Linked DNA regions of Capsicum annuum: region 1 is linked to region 2. Evidence: chromatin contacts called from public Hi-C data. All regions are on one chromosome and are shown on one strand. The core of a region is the stretch at or near the end of the contact, and the rest is flanking DNA. Distances in the headings are between cores, read along the strand shown. Region 1 has its middle 7.7 kb from the start of LOC107867234. Region 2 holds the start of LOC107867235 (F-box/kelch-repeat protein At5g43190).

Evidence for each region. A called contact is a pair of places that touch in the nucleus more often than the background predicts.
Region 1: a contact with region 2 is called in a Hi-C map of leaf, with 2.2 times the contacts expected there. The contact joins the enhancer-like site here to the promoter of LOC107867235 in region 2. A contact is called at or near these places in 3 of 5 Hi-C or Micro-C datasets (bud, leaf and placenta).

Annotation. Positions count from the first base shown.
Region 1 is chr4:220,597,764-220,604,677 of UCD10Xv1.1, forward strand. No RefSeq gene overlaps it. Among protein-coding and RNA genes, the nearest start is that of LOC107867234, 7.7 kb to the left of the region's middle. Within about 2 kb of position 3,123, at least 2 of the 5 cell types and tissues checked have an H3K27ac peak or open chromatin away from gene starts, as enhancers often do. A contact at or near this core is called in leaf, where this site is marked.
Region 2 is chr4:220,551,850-220,558,103 of UCD10Xv1.1, forward strand. It overlaps LOC107867235 (F-box/kelch-repeat protein At5g43190), which reads left to right and starts at 4,548. Exons shown (of 1, transcript XM_016713384.2): 1 at 4,548-6,033. The coding sequence starts at 4,699. The coding sequence ends at 5,811.

The DNA of each region.
Region 1 (6,914 bases), core at 1,873-4,372, 44 kb after region 2:
TTGGACATGTGAATAGATCAAACTTCAATCAAACGTATCTGTGCTTCCTATTTTTTTATTTTAGATCATCATACATTTGCAATCTCTTATCATCTTTGTAACCATACTAGATCAAGAACATGTTTGTGAATCCTTCCACTCTTTAATAAAACACATGTGTTTGTGGATCCTTGCACCCTTTAACTAAAACATACTCCCTTCGTTTTGATTTGTTTATTTTATTTTTTGTAATCCTTTTAATATATAATATTTTTGTTTTGAGTAACTCTTTAGTTCTAATTTTTCATATGTTATTGTAGACAGTAAAATTTGTGCCGAGAAAATAATAACCAGGACAAGAAAATATCACAACAATCGTATTATTTGATTTCAATATGTGAGTGTTACAATCTCTATGAATCGTTGGATTGTTCTTTTTCAAATTTAAATTCAAGGCCCTTCAAGCTTGATCTTGAATCTGGTAGTCTCTTTATATTGACTTGTACTTGATTTCAAGGGTTTCCTTTTAAGATTATGAGATTAAAAGATAATTTGGTACAATATTCTACAGATCTCTAATCTAAGACCACAAAATTTAAAAGTCATCTTCATTTTTTAAAGTATTTAAACAAATAAATTAAAAAATTGGGTGTCATGAGTATTCACCGTGTTTTCGAAATTAGAAATATGACAAGCGTATACAAAAAAGAATTGTTGTGATCAATGGAGGGGCCTATGCGCTAGGTATTTTCTTTCTTCTGGTCGTAGGTGTGATCAATGTCATATCATTGAGATGTAATTGGATACTCCCTCCGTTTCGGAATAAGTGAATTGTTGGGATATTTATTGATGTTTTAAAATAAGTGAATCATTGAATTTTTTTCCAAATTTGTCCTAATGATTTGACAACCAATTAACTTTTAAAAATGTATTACAAGGTCAAATTTTTTCTTTTTTGGGGTAAAAATGGAAAGTTATGTTAAATTTATGTCTTTAATATTTTTTCCTTAATATGTGTGCCAGAATTCAACAATTCATTTATTATGAAACGGAGGGAGTACTTTAGAATAACCGTCAAAATTTGCTTCCGAGTGAGCTTTCTTCCTTAGGTTCAGGCTTGACCTTCATGACAGAGGTGAATAAAAGATTTAACTTTTATTAATTTAACTTTTAAAGTTCTTAACATCAAATCTATTTTTGCGTTAAGAATATTGAGTTCAGATGAATTCGATGCCTACATCTGCATCCGCCTTTAGTTAGAAATATATATATATATATATCATGATATAATTTTGCTATAGTACTACTTTTTCAATTTCTTAAATGCTCATATTCCATGATGGCGTGGTTTAAGCAATTTCATAAACGTCAAATATCATAGTATAAGGAGTTGAAATTAAAAATTGCAGCATATTTTAAAGCTTAAATTGTGGCATAACATGTTCAAGTTGAGTAGACATACATAATTTGAATAAACAAATGCGGGGAAAGCGGCTTGATTTAAACAAGCAAACTACTACAATAGATTACTACTACTACTTTTTGAAGCTATTGACAATAAGCAAAAACCAACGAATTGAGGGTCCCAATTTGAAAATTTGTAAGTGGCATTATGCAGAACTCTTGGGGGGTGGGGTTGGGGCGGATTTTTTCGCAGTCGGTATATATATCAAGTTAATATATTAGAGTTCATATCACTTGATTATAATTAAATAATATGTATTTTACTTTATTTAATCACTTAATCATGATAAATTACATTAATTTACTATATACATCGAGTGCGAGTAGGTTTTTACCCTCCCTCCGGTCTATTTTATTTGTCGTGTTTAATGAAAGATTGATACGATAGAAAAAAGAGTAGTATTAAATTTAGATCAAAGAATAAATAAAGATCTATAATCAAATTACCGTTTAGTTAATATTTCTTAAATGACATGAAAGAAAAATATTAGATGTAAAATAGATAGGGGAAGTATCAACTTACTATTTACATGAATATACTTGCACTGTTTGTTCTCGTCCCGTTTATGTATTTTATTAAAATTTCTTGTGTTATTATTTTCTTGTGCATTAGCATTTCAAAGTCCTTTAACGTATATAAAATTCCGTATTGATAGCAATCAACTAAAGCAACAAAGTAATAAAATTTACATAACACCACAATTTATTTTTACTAAATTATATAAAATTCTCATCCTTTTTGTTAATTATCTAAATTTCTTTTTTTCTTAAAATAGCCGGATACATTCACAAATTCATAAATTTTTGGTTACATAATTTTAATTGTGTATCTCCCTTTAGTCTAGTTAAAATATTATATATCTCGACCAAATAGTTTCAGAAACAAATGTATCTCAATAATCAAAATTATGTATTCAGATGCTAATTATATATCCGAAAATTGCAAAGTAAAGGTTTACTTGTAATTTTTTTTGTAAAAAAGTAGAAATAGAGAGTAGTTAGGGGTAAACTTATTAGGATTTATATAAGTTTTAAAATAATAAGAGTTTAACTCCACGACATTCCATCACCGATCGGCTCTAAATAAGTTATCTCAGAATATAAATGGGGAAACTCATTTTATTGTTATACGGTAAATGACGGGATAAAATTTTTGAAATTAGCTGATACTCCTAATCAAACGCAAGATAAAATAATTTAACATCTTATTCCTAGATTATATTTCCTTATTCCTCGTACCAAAGGATTAATTTCTTATTTTGACCTTTTTTGGTATCGTATTTAGTGTACAATATCTACATTAAAGTCCGATTAAATCAAATTTGTGTCGTTAGTGTTTATTTGAAGGAAGTGATTCCTATCAAGAAATTTTTCATGCCCAACACTCGATATCGAGACCAAAAAATACCTCCATTCACTACACTATATTCGCTGGTGGTAACTTTTTTGATTGAGCCGTATATTGTTGCGTGAAATGAAGAACTAGATAACGGTTGTCAAATAAAGCAATGGAATTTGAAAGGAAGACTTTTAAAAGCTTTTTTCCAAAAAAATTTAAACATATTTTTTTCTTGTATTATTGAAAAGCAAAAGTTTACACATCATCAAAATAATGCCTCACTCTCCACATGCTTCATGTCCTATACAATCCCAATTTTATTTGTCCCTACTGGGATTTTTATGTCTTTAAACTTTTATCATAATGGAGTCCTATATATATATATATTTCTAGTGTAAAAGTGGAGAGAGTGGTGGGGAATTTATGTCAAATTGACAAGACAAAATAAGTACTTAAGATGGTAAGGCCACACGTCCATTAGTTAAATATGGTGTTGTAAATTCCACGTTAATGGATTTCAACAAACACTTCAAAAACGTGGAAAGGGTGTACGCTATAATCATCTGACATCCGTAACTCTTGCTCGTTTGGTGGATCTCAGATATAAAGAATAAATAGTCTCGAAATAAATTAAAAAATTATTTTATTTTATATTTGATGTGAGGTATTTGTTAGTATCGAGACTCTTTATTCCACCGTTTATACCATAGTGATGGAATAAGTTATCCCATATACATTATTGGATAACTAATTTCGAAATTAATTATTTCGAGATAACCCTTTTCCCACCAAACGACCCCTTACTAAGTTAGATGCACCTTGTGTTATTCCACAGTGTGGATTGGAGATCGATTCTTCTCGTCAATGTCTTGTCAGATGAACTCATTGCAACTGGTCTAGTGCAATGCATATCTTTTTGTACGTATATTGAAATTTTGTGGACTCTATAAGAAGAATCTAATTTGTTGGAGTTCATGAAGGCTATGATACCCTAAACCTAGCTTGGCGATTAATATACTTTAAACCCTAATAAATTACGCCTATACGAAGGGACAAATACTTCCTTAAAGAGTGTCTTCAACATCCACAAATTCATCAGATATTCGTAAAAAGATCAACCATCTCTCGATAATTTCATAAACTCATGGAATATCACAATGTGATCAAAAGTTTCTCTTTTTAATAATCAAATACATCAATAAGATCCACAAATTTACCTTTCATGAGAAAATTCATATCAAATTCAGATTTTCGAACAAAATTATAGTCATATTATTTTATCAATAAAAATTTATGTGTTTTTATATTGTTGTTTGTGGATGATATTTATTTTTTATGAATTAAAATTTATTGAAATCAATATGATTTACGAACTATTGTGGAGCAGCGGACTTATCTCTAGTACTTTTCTGATTTCCTTGGGTTCCAAAAAATAATTATTATGTTGACACTGAAGGAGCACTTTGATTATGTCGTATTACTTGTTCTTATATTTGAATTCTCATTCTAATCTAGGTAGCTTTATCTTAGTTTGAAAATTAATATTTAGAGTAATATTGGACTTCAAATAATGATGATGTCACTTTGTAGTTGTCGTAATTTGATGAACTTATTATATTAAAGAAATTGATAAAGTGTTTCCTAAGTAGATCTCTAAGTCCAAAAAAAAAAAAAGTCAATTCAATAACTTCGTCTTTCCTTGTGCAAAAAAGGAAGAGATTAAATTAAATACGAATGATAGTGTGAAGAATAAATGGATACGTTGCTTTATTGAAGGGATTTTAAAGATCATTGAGACAAGTGGATATTGAAATATTCAAGCAGGATGAATAAAATTACTTTAAACAGTTTATTTGAGATACAGTAGAAAGAATATTTAATAAGATGGGGAATCAATAATTATACCGAGAAATAGAAGTTAAAATTAAAATGATACGACTATTTGTGTGATATCATAAAGCATCTACCTAGTTAATTTCATTTGAAACACAAGATTTACATCTTTATGTTTTCCTAGGACAAATGATGAAACTAATGAAGAAATGCAATAAAAAGGAAGATAACATGCCAAGGGAAAGTGAAACCGGAAGAAGAGGTGTGTTTCTGTGTGTGGAGGAGGGTGGGGGTGCACATATAATAACGGATTCGAAGTTGTAACTAAGCATCACCCGTTGATTCTATATCGACTAATCATTAGGGTTATGAGGTAGGGGTGATTAAAGGGTAACACTAGTAAAGCATTAGTTTTAGGTTCTTAAAATTTAAGGTCAAAAAAATTTTAATAGTAAATATTATGATTTTAACTTCACTTAAATAATAATAAAGATTGTGAAATAAATTTAAAAAGTTTATTTAAAAATAGAAATAAAGAGAGAAAAAGATATTTATTTTTTATCAGAAATATTGTAGAATTATGAATTAAGCAATTCAAACTTCATATTAATAAATAAAGTTTGAACAATAACATCCAATTTAATATATGAAAAAAGGCATCATTTCCACCCCATACTATGCAAGAAAAGTCTAAGCCATACCTAAATTATATAAGTGACCTATTACACATATTAACTATATAAAACTGATATTATTACCTCCCCGCGACCTCCATTCTAAGGCGCGTGTGTTACACTTATTTTAGGCGCATTCAGCCTATTAAATAAAAAAAGTAAACGGCTAAAAACATTAATGGAAAAGGTATCGTTTCCACCTCAAACTATAGTCGAAAAGTCAAATCCACACCTAAACTATATAAGTAACCTATTACACACCTTAACTATAAAAAAGTGATCTTTTTTACTGACATGGTGCTGACGTGGCAGCGCATGTAAAACACTACACCACATGCAAGTGGTGGTAGCCTGACAGGGTGTAAATAGTTTCACTTTTTTATAGTTTATTTAGGTGTGTAATAGGTCACTAATATAGTTTAGGTGTGGCTTCGACTTTTCGGGTATAGTTTAAGGTGGAAATGATGTTTTTTTCCTTTTATATATTACAAACAAATAACTACCATCTTATTAACTAGAATTAACTCTTACTTTTATTAATAATCATATTAATATGTGAAGTTAAAGATTGGTGTCTTTTAAAAATACTAAATAAAAAATAACTAATATGGAGGAACAAAAATGATGACTCTACATTATTACAATATTATCTTGTATCTAGATCTATATATTTAAGATCTATTATTAAAGTTTTATTTTAGACCTCTAATTTTATTGAGATGCAGATGCCCTAAAATAGGACTATTGCATTGGATCTAAAGTTCAACCAAACAACTCCTGTTATAAATAAAAAAGTCTTTCAAATTTTTTAAAATTCACCTTTTTTCCGACATTGTCAGAATTAACAATATTACATCAACAGTTATCGAACAAAAATAATAAAAACTATTATTAGGAAATAAAATTTCTCTAGAAACTCCTAGATATTAGATATTTTTGTAGTCAAAACTCTTAGATATCAGATATTTTTATAGTAGACAAGTTGTTTGGTTTAAAATAAGTGGTGTTTAGTTAGCCACATATGCACCTAGAATTGTGTGAAATATTTTGCTTATTTTGTGTTTGTAATCCTCACACACACACACACTATTTATACATATGTATAGCATATATATACATATGTATAGCCTATGTAATGGACCATCCAGAAAATAGAAAGCAAAAAGAAAGTTTCAGCTTTTTCCTTCCCTGTAGTTTCTTTGTAACAATTTACAGTTGCAGTTTCCTCATATTTTCTCTTTGTAGCCTTACTCTCCCCGTTTTTTTTGTTTGTGACATGGTATCAGAGCCTATTTCTTACGTGATCTGAATATGATTTTGCTAATGGACTAATCTTATAGCTGGTTCTTTTCTTGGATCTGTTTGCTGGAAAACATGGCACCAGAAAATCAACCAACGATGGGTCCTCCGATCTTTTCTAGCGAGAATTATCATATTTAGGCTATCAAAATGAAGGCTTATTTGAAGGCACTCAACTTATAGGATGTCGTTGAGAGAGGAAAACCTGTTGTCCAGCCATTGAGAGACAATCCAACTCTCAATGAAATAAAAAAGTAAGATGAGTTGGTGACTAGATCTCCAAGAGCTCTTACTTGCTTACATTCAAGTCTTACGGAAGTGATATT
Region 2 (6,254 bases), core at 3,298-5,797:
GTAGATGAGTGTCAGATGCTTTGAGGAAATTTTAGTATAAAAGTTAGATTTAATTGTATTATTTGATGTCTCTATTATCGTATTATTTTATTACAGTTTACAGGTGGTAGATGAATGTCGATCAGTTTTGAGAATCGTTTTCGGTAAAGGTTAGGTTTAATTAAATAAATTCTTCATCTTTACATATTCAAAAGATATTGAATTTAATTATTGTATTCATCTTTATTATTTAAATAAATTTTTTATTTAGTATAACGTTTGAACTCATTAAAGTGGGGTACACGCGCGAGACACATACACCTAAACTAGTAACATTAAACATGATATATAACTAAGATAATCTCTCCGTCTCATTTTACTCGTCCCAAATTTCCTAATCTGGTATCTGATTTTACTTGTCCTCTTTTACTTATCAAGACAAGAATTTTTTTTTTCATGTTTCACCCTTTGCATTAATTACTTTTCTTAAAAAATTAAAATGTAAACATCATTCAATAGGGGTACTATAGTAAACTACCCATGTTATTTATTATTTTTCTTAATAGCTGTGTCATCCCAATTTGGGATGAGTAAAATGGGACGGAGGGAATATGTATTAAAAGAAAATAAATTGCAACCAAACATTATACTAAAATTTAGTACTAATATTTCTTAGATATACGCTCTACCAAATACCAAATGATCCTAATAATAATTAAAAATAAATAAATTAAGATGACGTGTGTTACCATGTTAATAATCTTGCTGTCCCGGGAAGTAAACAACCCGCAAATCAAATTCTCGAAGTGCTTTTGCCCTTTTTTCACTCTTCTAATCTCAAATGCTTGAAAAATAAATAAATAAAACAACACTAAGTGGGCGTTTGTGTATGAATGTTATTCTTAATATTCTGAAATACGTTTTTAGTTTATTTTAAAATATTTGTTTAATTATAAATATCTTCAGAAAATATATTCACACTATTTAATTATTTGAAAAACACCTCATGAGTCGTTTTAGCTATTTTTAAATTCACTTTTTGTATTTAAAATTTATTTATTTTCAAGAAAATCTAAATTTTTTATTTATATAAAATAACTCAATTTTCATAAATCTCTAAAAAAAATAATTTATGTTTTATATTATTTATCTTTAAAAATAACTATTTTAAAAATATTATGATCAAACACAAATTCAACTAAAAAAAATGAATATGTTTTTGATTCTTAAGGCCATACGGATCCTAATTATCTACTCATATTAAACACCAATTTTCTTCCATCCTTGGATACGAATCGCTATTATTTTCAATATAATAAACGGAGAAAAGGTATTTTGCTATTTGATATGAAGATTGTCCTTAAAATCATACTATTAACTTCAAAAATAAAGGTTGTCACTGCTTGATATTTGTAGTGTGCATTTGTTAATAGATTTTAACTATTTTTACTTTATTTAAAATTTATAGAGTTGAAGCTTATTTGATCATATATCTAAAATAATGTTCATACTTGAATATACTTAGTTATAACTTTAAAATTGAAAATAAGTTGAAAGATAATTTATACAGTCTTAAAAATTTGATATACAATTTCAAGTTGAATTTAAAATTTTCTTAACTAAGCACTAATTTCAAGTAAAGCGAAAAATTATTAAATGAATAATTTTTATGGCCAAACTAGTTCTTGTACTTCAACCTTAACATCTTTTACTTACTTCTCCTTCTACTCCAATTTATGGAATATTATTTGACTTGACACAAAATTTATAAAAGAAAACCAAACTTTAAAAATTTGTGGGTTAAAGCAAACCTTAGATATTAGTGTGATTTTACATTATTTCACTGAAAATAAAAGAAAACTTTAGAATTAAATCATTTTTAATTATAAAAAAAAATTCTAACTTTCTTTTTTAAAATACACTAAAAATATATCACATAAATTATAAATCTATTTTTCTCTTCTAGCATGTACAAGAAGAAGAGCACAACCTATTTGTCCAGCAACAACTGCTATGTTTCCCTTTTTCCCATTTAATATTCATCACATATATAAATGAACTTAATTATAAAGTTTTTCATTGTCAAAATTAGACGAATGGCCGGTATGAACCGTTCAAATTTATCATTTCCCACTTTAATTTTCAATGTTTAAGTCAACTGCAACTTCTCCTTTTTCAACTAAAAAAAGAAAGCACCAATCTCAATTAAACTTAATTAATGGTCAATTTGCTTATCAATCTCAAATAAACTTAATTAATTGTCATGTTCTGCTCTATCCTTTTATTTTAGTTGGTTCTCTTACTCAAAGTTTTATTTCCAGTTTAGCTGTCTTGTTTATGAAATTAAGAGAATTTTAATATATGTTCTTCCAATACTATCTATATTATTAATTGACAATATAATATATATATATATTTAAATTTATATGTTAAAAATTAATTAATAATATTAATTTGATAAAATAAACTTCTAATAAATGTTTTCTATAAAAGGTATCAAGTCAACAAAAGTTAACTATTTTAGTATCAAGTCAACAAAAATTAACTATATTGAAATGAAGGGTGTTGTTATCTCTCCCGAAGAAAATGATAAAAATGGTTGAAACTAGTTCTTTAATTAGCATTTAGATTAACTTTAGTCTTTTAAACTTATCCATAATGAATACTTTTAGTCCACGTCATATATTTATTAAATTTTGGTTGTTAAATTTGATTGAAATTATGAAAATTGAAAATATTTAATTGAACTCATTTAGAATATAATTTCTTTTAAAAAGTATTTAAAATCTTATGTTATGATGAATTCAACAATCTAGATAATAAAGAGTTAATTAAAAGTGTCTATAATACAACCGAAGATAAATATAAAGGTTCAATAGATTATTTCGCCAAAATGTTCCTTTCTCAAGTAAGGTTGAAATATTTTTCCAAAATGTTCCTTTCTCAAGTAAGGTTGAAAATTATTACGTATTTAAGTAGCATGTAGAGCATCTTTATAATTTTAATATCAATAATGAGATTTTTTTTTTTTTTATTGTTTTCATATATTTATTAAATTTTGATTGGAATTGTGAAAATTGAAAATATTAAATGGAACTTATTTAGAAATAATGTTGTATATCATATATATAATTTTTGATCTAATTTAAGAGTTTGGCATAATTTTTTGAAGTATAATGTTTACTATTTTTATGATTAGTGTACTTTAAGTTGTGATTTATGCTATCTTGATGAAAATTTCTTGTGTTTTTTATATCAAAATAATTCATAGGGTCCGATTATTATATACTATAACATCAAAGTTTGATAAAAACTGAAAATATTCACTATTGACAAATTTAAAAGGTCATTATTGCTCACTTGGATACTGAAAGGATTATTTCAAACATATTATATAAAATTTTGAAAGGATTATTTCAAACATATTATATAAATTTTTGTTGTTGTTTTGTCCTCTTGCCACCTCGGAAATCACGTTCGAAATTGTCAAAAACAAATCCGGTTGCTTACCAAATACAAGAATTTAAGGGGTCGTTTGGTACGAGACAAGATAGGCAAAATTATCATATGAATTGAGATATTTTACAGAATGTTATTGTCTCACATAGTTATTTGTTCATTTTTATTTATCATATTTCACTTTTTAAAATTTAAATTATATAAATTTTAATAGATATTTTATATGTATTTTGATCTATTAGAAAATTAATATTTATAACATTTTTCATATAGATTTTAAGTATTTAAAATTTAAAATATAAATTTACTTAATTTCATCTAACTTAAAAGAATTAGTAAAATTAAAAAATATGGCAAGTAAAACAGAGTAAAGGGGGTAAAAGATGACTTATTTCATTGTTACAGGTACAAATAATATGAAAATAATAACAAGACTAATTAGCACTCCTAACAGAATATAAAATAAAATAAGATAAAATAACTTTAAATTAGAACGATTTGATATACTAAAGCTTTTGTCATGCGCAGAATTCAAAAAAGGACCCGATCATAATAACAATTTTACTCCAATTTTTTTTTGTTAAGTAATCCTACGCACTATCCAAAAGTTATTACTCTCCCATTTGTATTTGTTTGACATATCATAACTTGGTAAGAAGTTTTAAAAAGTAACTTTTAAATCTTATAGTTTTAAATTAAAAATATTTTAAAAGTATAAAAAATATCTTTTAATTTTATGGTCTTAAATATATCACGTAAAAAGTTAAAATATTCCCTCTGTCTCAAAAAACATATTTAATAAAAGAATGTGTTTATAATTGATATATTTAAAAGATCAAGAGATAATTAATTACGTTTTTTAAACTATATTCTTAATAATTAATTGAAAAGATTCATGTAATCAAGATTTAAATAATATAGGATTATAAATATTAGTTAATTGGCACCTCTTAATAATTTTTCTTAAAAATTATATAAAATTTATACATGTCAATTATTTTATAACGGAGAGAATATTAAAAAGTTTCCGAAAAGAGGATAGAACTTATAAAAATCACGTCAAACAAATTAAAACATTTATTACTCTTACAAACAACCCCTAAAAATGTCCATTACTCTTACCAAACAACCCCTAAAAATGTCCATTTGTTTCTCTTCATATAAAACTAGAACCAGACCATCTAGTTTGTTTCACACAGTACTAAATATATATATATGTATGTTTGATTTGATTCCAAGTACAAAGTGGAGAACAAGAAGATGGTGTTATCATCACAACAAATGGATCCAAAGATATGGAGCAAATTACCAGAAGATGTTTTAGAATATTTGCTATCATTTCTCCCTTTAAAAACTTTCTTGAAACTCAAATCAACTTGTAAGCATTTCAAGACTCTTCTATTTTCACCTCCTTTCATATCCAAACACTCTTCCCCTTCACCAAATTCACCAGATTCATCACCTTTTTCTTCATTTTTCTTACTCTCACACCCACAGTTTCCAAGGCAGTATCCACTTTTTGATACTGTACACAACAATTGGAGGAACTTATCTCTTTGTGTTTCACCTGTTTTGCCATCTAGTTCTTCTGTTCTTTTGTCTTCTTCTAATGGTTTGTTGTGTTTTAGTAAGTCAAGTTCTAGTTCTTTTGTTGTTACTAATGTTTTAGCAAGGACTTCAAGGGTTGTTAAGTTTCCAACTTTGCCCTTTTCTTTTGAGTCACTTACTTTGGTTTGTGGATCTAATAATGGGTATAAGTTGTTTGTGATGTCTACTTTTGGATCTTCAAGAAGTCAAGTTTTTGTGTATTGTTCTTTGGTGAATTCTTGGAGTGAGTTTGGTGGATTTGATTTGGTTTTGAATGAGAATCATCATCAAGAAGGTGTTTTTTATGATGGGTGTTTGTGGTTTATTACTCCTGAGCCTTATTTTGTGATTGGTATGAATCTTGATAATGGGGAGTGGAAAAGATCCAATTTTGAGCTGCCTAGTGAGCTTACTTTTGCAAGATTGGTGAGTGATGGTGATAAAAAGTTGTATTTGATTAGTGGAAATGGGAGTAATGGGATTTCAAGAAGCATGAAGTTGTGGGAATTGGATGGGAATTCCAAGATTTGGGTGGAAGTTGAGAATGTGCCAGAGTTGATATGTAGGAAGTTTTTATCAGTTTGTTATCACAACTATGAACATGTTTATTGCTTTTGGCATAAAGGGTTGATTTGTGTGTGTTGTTATTCTTGGCCTGAGATATTGTATTATAAGGTTGCTAGAAGGACCTGGCATTGGCTTCCTAAATGCCCTTCGTTGCCTGATAAATGGAGCTGTGGATTCAGATGGTTCTCGTTTGTTCCTGAGCTATATGCCTTTGTGTAATAGTAAGATCAGTTGGATCGAAAAGGCGAAATCACGTGCTTCTGAGGAGGTGTTCCTTGACTCACTTTATGTTATTTTCTTTTCGTTTTCGTATGTGTGTATATAGGAGTAGCATTTGTGTTTGATTTGCTATATTTAGTAGTGATATACTCTATTAGCATATGAAAATAAACCTTGTAGAAGCATTGTTTGTTTGAAAGAATTTGGTTGGTGTTTGTTGAATTTTGGTGTGCTTTGAAAAGGAACTAAAAGACGATTGAATTTCTTGTTTTGGTTTTTGCAAACTTTGTACGACTTTAATCTTCGACAGTGATTGATGTCTCCATTTTTGTGGAAAAGAACTTGTTATCAATGTGCAATCTTTGGTGTGTTAGTATCAGGTGGAAGATCCCATCCTCTATCTTCGTCATTTTCATCGCGTCTTTCCTCATCCTCCAGCACCA